2 separate regions of the Mus musculus genome follow, and region 2 is linked to region 1. A link is a contact called in public Hi-C data. All regions are on one chromosome and are shown on one strand. Each heading gives the region's core, a stretch centred on a gene start, on an enhancer-like site or on the middle of the called end of the contact. The rest is flanking DNA. Distances are from core to core; before and after follow the strand shown.

What was found. A called contact is a pair of places that touch in the nucleus more often than the background predicts.
Region 2: a contact with region 1 is called in a Hi-C map of forebrain, with 2.1 times the contacts expected there. The contact joins two enhancer-like sites. A contact is called at or near these places in 1 of 39 promoter capture datasets (hippocampal neurons), 2 of 484 Hi-C or Micro-C datasets (cerebral cortex and forebrain) and 1 of 115 datasets of contacts at active chromatin or transcription factors (neural progenitor cells).

The regions. Positions count from the first base shown.
Region 1 is chr12:106,473,257-106,475,964 of GRCm38.p6, forward strand. All of the region lies in intron 1 of Gm51969 (a long non-coding RNA gene), which reads left to right. Among named protein-coding and RNA genes, the nearest start is that of Gm32876, 4.6 kb to the right of the region's middle. Within about 2 kb of position 1,410, at least 30 of the 459 cell types and tissues checked have an H3K27ac peak or open chromatin away from gene starts, as enhancers often do. A contact at or near this core is called in forebrain, where this site is marked.
Region 2 is chr12:106,686,733-106,689,432 of GRCm38.p6, forward strand. The region is part of intron 7 of 4933406K04Rik (RIKEN cDNA 4933406K04 gene); the gene reads right to left. Among named protein-coding and RNA genes, the nearest start is that of 4933406K04Rik, 28 kb to the right of the region's middle. Within about 2 kb of position 1,254, at least 10 of the 459 cell types and tissues checked have an H3K27ac peak or open chromatin away from gene starts, as enhancers often do. A contact at or near this core is called in forebrain, where this site is marked.

The DNA of each region.
Region 1 (2,708 bases), core at 160-2,659:
GACCCAGCTGCCTCTGCCTCCTGAGTGTGGGGGTTAAAGGCGTGCGCCACCCCTGACTGCACACATTATTTTTTTAAATCTTCATTGTAACTCTATATGTGTATACACATATTCTCTGCATACATTACTTAAACTCTTTGTTTAGATGTCTTTTTTTAGCTTTCTTACTTTTATTCCTTAAAAAAAAAAACCCAAGGATATAATGAGGCATAATTATGTAAATACCGCATATTTATCTGTGCAGTGCTTTTAGATGCATGGTGGTCTCCGTGTATGCCTGACTCTCTCCAGGAAGCCAGGCCTCCAAGTTAGAGTTCCCATTTTACAGATGAGACAATGAGGCCCTGGACAGTTCAGTGAGATGAAAAGCAGAGTAGGAAGAACCTGTCAACTACTGTGCATCGTGGGTTAGCTTAGGAATACACGTGCTTGGTATATAAAGTGTAGCAAGGGCCCTGAACCCATGGGGATGCCAAACCTGGCATTCAGAGAGTGCACCAAGAATTGGGTCCTTTAGGAATTCCCGCCAACGCTTAGAGGAGGTGTGGGGGTGGTGGCGGTGGGGAGGAGTGTCTCTAGTGTGACTTTTTCACTGTGCAGTAAAGTCTCTCTCAATTTAACTTCTTCCTCTCCCATTTCATGTGAGTGTCTCTGTGTGTATCTGTTTCTGTGAAGAGCATGAGCCGGAGGGTGCCTATGTGTGCTTATATGTGTGTCTAATAAGCCCAGAGATCGAGTCCGGTGTCTTCTACCACACGCTCTCTCAATGGCCCGGGGCTCATCCAGCAGACTAGGCTGCCTGACCATTGATCTTGGGGTCTTGCACATCGCTGCCCCCGCCCCGTGATGGTATTACAAAGTGTGTCATCAGACCTGGCTTTTTATGTGGGTTCCAGAGCTCAAGTCCCCATTCTTGCTCAGCAAGCATTTTACCCAGGGAGTCATGTCCCCAGCCCAGCTGAGCTTCTCTATATAAACTCTGAACTCAGGCCCGAAAGCACACTCTCTTCCTCATTCACTATCGTCACTTTTTTTTTTTTTAATTTTTAAAATCATCACCCTTTTGTAAACTGAAACATGGAAACCAAAAACCAAAACGACAGCAACGCTTGAGCCTCTGAAGCCTGGCGGTGGTTTGACGGGGCTGTTCGGGAACCTCTGCTTGTGTGTTCCTGTGCCCCCTCTCCCAAAATGTGCCGCAATCAGAAGGCTCAAAGCTCCTCGCTGACTCCCCTACAGCTCTCAGAGTTAAAGCCCTTGCAACGACCTCTGAACTCCAGCCAGATCCGCGGTGTCTGCACCACTTGCCTCTGATAGTTCTGCTCCAAACAGGGTCTCTCTGGCTCAGCCCTAATACCTCTTTGGTCCTAGGCCTTCAGATAGGTTCTGCAAGGTGCAGTTTCCATGGCTTTCCCCCGGAGGCGCATGCGCACCGCACCTTCCGTTGCATCTTACTAAACCATCCCCTTTCAATACGAGCTTCCTCAAATTCCAGCTGCGTAGTACCAAAGTGCCAGGTTGGGTCTGAGCGGGGATACCCCACAGGGACAGGCATTCTATAGCTGTGCTTACCGCCGGGGCACCAGACTGAGGAGGACGTCAGTCCTTAATGCAAAACTGCCTTTAATTGTTCCTTGCAGATCTGAGCAGAAGGAAGCACGGGTTCTCATCTTTTAGCCTCGGTGACCTCTGACCTCTTATCAGAAGGACGCAGGCCAGGCCACTAGCAAGTTAGGAAGCGCTGTCCCGTGTTATCGCTGAAAGCTACGCATTTTCTTGCGAGACAAACATTATTTGAGGCCACGCAAGTACACACTGCACCTCTGGAGTTAGGCTGTTTTTCAAGGCTGGGGACAGGTCGCTGTTATTTTTGTTGTGTGTTTTTTTTTTTTTTTTTCATGGCTCTTTTTAGTCTTCCACCTGTTTACTGGGTTTGCTGGGCTCAGCCTCCAGAAAACAAGACAGAAAGCACCTCTCTGTGTTGCGTAGATTTAATACGCTCCGGGGGAACCCAGCACTGGTGGGTTAAGGAACAGGAATGTGCTCCCAGTTTAGGAAAGACAGTTCTTCAGCTTGAGTTTGTTTGGATGAAAACAAGACGGGCCCACATTTCTGTGTAAATCTGAAACCAGACAAGTTTCACACAGTTGCACATTTCAAAAAAGAAAAAAAAAAGAAAGAAAAAAAAACCGTTCTGCTCCCGTTTGGTGAGTATTCCGTGTATCGGGGGGAGGGGACCCCCTTAGACTTTCCAATGACAAAACGATTCCTCTTCTCCTCTCCAAAACCCTTTTTTGAGCCGTGTTCTCGGGTGTAGACTGGTTCTCTGGTGTGTATGGGAGTCTGGGATGCTGGAAGATGCTTCTATGAGATGTCAGCTCCGGGGCATGCTGTGGAACTTGCCAGAACAATCCCATTGCCCATAAATACAAAATCCTCTTTCTCACCCAGAGTGCCAGGTGCACCTTCGTCCAGAAAAACCTCAGCCTGGCCTAGGAGAATATTGTGTTCTGAGATTTTTCTGCAAATACACACACACACACACACACACACACACACACACACACACACACTTTCTCTTTCTGTCATTTTCTGTGTTAACCACATTCTTAAAACCTGGAGGCACGCCAATTTTTTTTTCTTGAAAACGGAAAAAAAATTCAAAAGTTTTTTTTTTTTTTGTAATTGAAATTCATGACAAATTACAG
Region 2 (2,700 bases), core at 4-2,503, 210 kb after region 1:
TAATTAGAAATGGTAGCCATAGCTTCCCAGGAAGCGAATTCCCACAATGCCTATTTTGAAGTAGTCAGGAGGATTAAACAGTATTTTAAAGGTTGCAGGCGTGCCCGAGCTATGCATGCTAATATAGTTCTAAAAACAGAAATTATATAGAAACATGAAAAAGAAAAAAAATTGAAAAGGAATAAACATACTTTGTGGAGAGAGGGAGAAATGAAGGAAGGGAGTGACGGATGGGAGACAGAGGACCAGAGGGCGAGCAACAAAAGCCATTGAGGGGTTGGAGATCAGACCCCTTCCTGCAACTTCAAGCCGCGAACCTTCCCTGGGGGCAGGGCTCCGAGCCCTGGGAAGCCTCTCTGAGAACGTTGGTGGCCTGTTTCTGTGTGAGCATCCTGATTTCCACAAAATGTATTTATTTAACAAATGTCACCCCAAACAGGTTGGCAGCAGATGAGGTTTATTTAATGGCACTAAAACAGGTGAGACATGCCTTATATTTTCTGGGTCTGTTTATGCTTCTATAAAGGGTATAAAGGGGGGGGGGAGCTAGTTACAGCTCCTTACACACCCAGACTGAGCTGAGGTGTGTTTAAAACACACACACACACACACACACACACACACACACACACACACACACTTTGCTTGGTAGCCTGTTTAGAAAACACACATCTTTTGTATTTTTCCCCCCAAAGCAATGCACACCGTTTTTTATTTTACTTTTTCCACGCCGAGGGCAGGATCATGGAAACTGGACAGTCTCGGTTTATTTCAGTGCCCACCTGCCTTCTCTTTGGAATGGGTCTGCTTCAAGCTTTGCCATTTCCATTCTACATCAGTGATAAGTGCCTTTACGTCTATATCCCCTCCTTGCTTTAGCTGTATTGTGCTTGAGAGTGCCCTGGCAGCGAGAGAGAGAAAAAAAATAAAAAGGCCAAACAAACAACAAACACCCCCCTCAAAAAAAAAAAAATCCAACCAAAACCCACCGTGTCTTCCCGGCCCTTTCATCTGTAACCTTTCTCCAAGTGAATGCTAATTGAAAAAGAAAGAACACACTAATCTTGGAATTTAAATGCATTTAACAAAACCAATCTCACTCTAAATTGTTGTTTCGCCCGCTCCCTTTTCCCTAACAGATGTCGGGAAACTGCAATTTCTATTAAGAACACTTGACTGTTTACTGAGCTTGGGAACTTCAGCCCCAGCCTGCATCAATCTAAATGCGTTTCGAGACGTCAGGCCCCAGAAAAGTGCAGACTGTTAGTCGGTTATTTTTAAATGTAATCTTCACATAAAGGAATGACAGCGCTTCCCTCCCTCACTCTGTCATCCCTTCTTTTTTAACGACGGCATCAAGCACAGGCAGAGAGAGAGAGGGATTTTTATGACCCGTTTCATTTAAGTTGCTTGCGGCTTGAGCTAGTGGCTTTAGCATGGGGCGAATGGAATTATTAGTTAAGTTTATGAAGTTGAGCGCAAGGAAACACGCTGTCTGATGTTCTGGACCCCACATGCCTTGCAAGGAGGATGAAATTCAAGTGCCTGGTGGTGCCAGACCCAGGTATGGATGCAGAGCCTGGAGCTGTGGCCAAGGGGATGCTGTAGTGCCGGTCCCTGGCTAGTCACCAGCTGGCAGAGCGAGGTGGACCTTGTGTCCAGATCTGAACCTAGAGACCCTTTACACACATTCTCCTAGCCTCATCCTGGGAGCATCGGCGTGATCGTTATCGTTTGTTTAAAAGCACTCGTTTAGCGCTTGGCATATAACATACATATATTGCGGGCTCAAGCTGTGGGATTTTTGCGGCGCTGTCTGCACCAGGATGCAGGGCCCCTTGTCATCCTGCCAGTACCAAGCTGCACAATTTGGAAAGATGTATTTTCAGAATTCTCACCATTTTGATGTGTTTTCCCTCTCCGGTTTTCTGTCCCGCTTACTTATTAAGAATCGGGGGGGGGGGGGACTGGGGCAAAATGCAAGACAGGGCAAGCAAGGGTAAGTTAAATAAAAGAGGAACACAATCCAGATGTGTGCCTGTTGTCGGAGATCCACCAGGCATACAGCAATCTGCCTCATCACCTGCCCTCACCTCAGCTCTCACCTCAGCTCGGTGGATGAGGCGCCTCAATCCCACTTGTCCCAGAATTCAAGGCCTGCAGGTGGCTGTGTATTCCTGGCAGGATGGCTACTTAGGAAAATCCTACCTGTGTCCATTGCTCGGGTTGCAGGCACCCCTGGCTCTCGTGTGTGATTTTGCAACATGCCTGGATTTTGCTGGTCTGTAGTAACAGAAAGAAAGAGAGAGAGAGAGAGAGAGAGAGAGAGAGAGAGAGAGAGAGAGAGAGAGAGAGAGAGAAGAGAGAGAAGAGGGAAGGAAGGAAGGAAGGAAGGAAGGAAGGAAGGAAGGAAGAAAAAGATGTTCTGGGGCATTTGTGTCCCATGGCTTGTCTTGTTCAGGTGGAGCATCTTTCCCTCGAACATTTTAATACTCTCTGTGCTTTTGTATCTGAGCATCTTTGGGTAAGACCAGGGCAAAGTGTGGAGACCAGCAGCCAGGTTGGAATAGTCCTGGCTCTGGACCATGGATGGTAAACCTTATCCTTGCCCTATTATCAGTTTTCCCCTTTCAATCACTGTTAGGTTAAGCGAGACTTTGTCCAGGATGAAAGTAATAATAATAATAATAATAATAATAA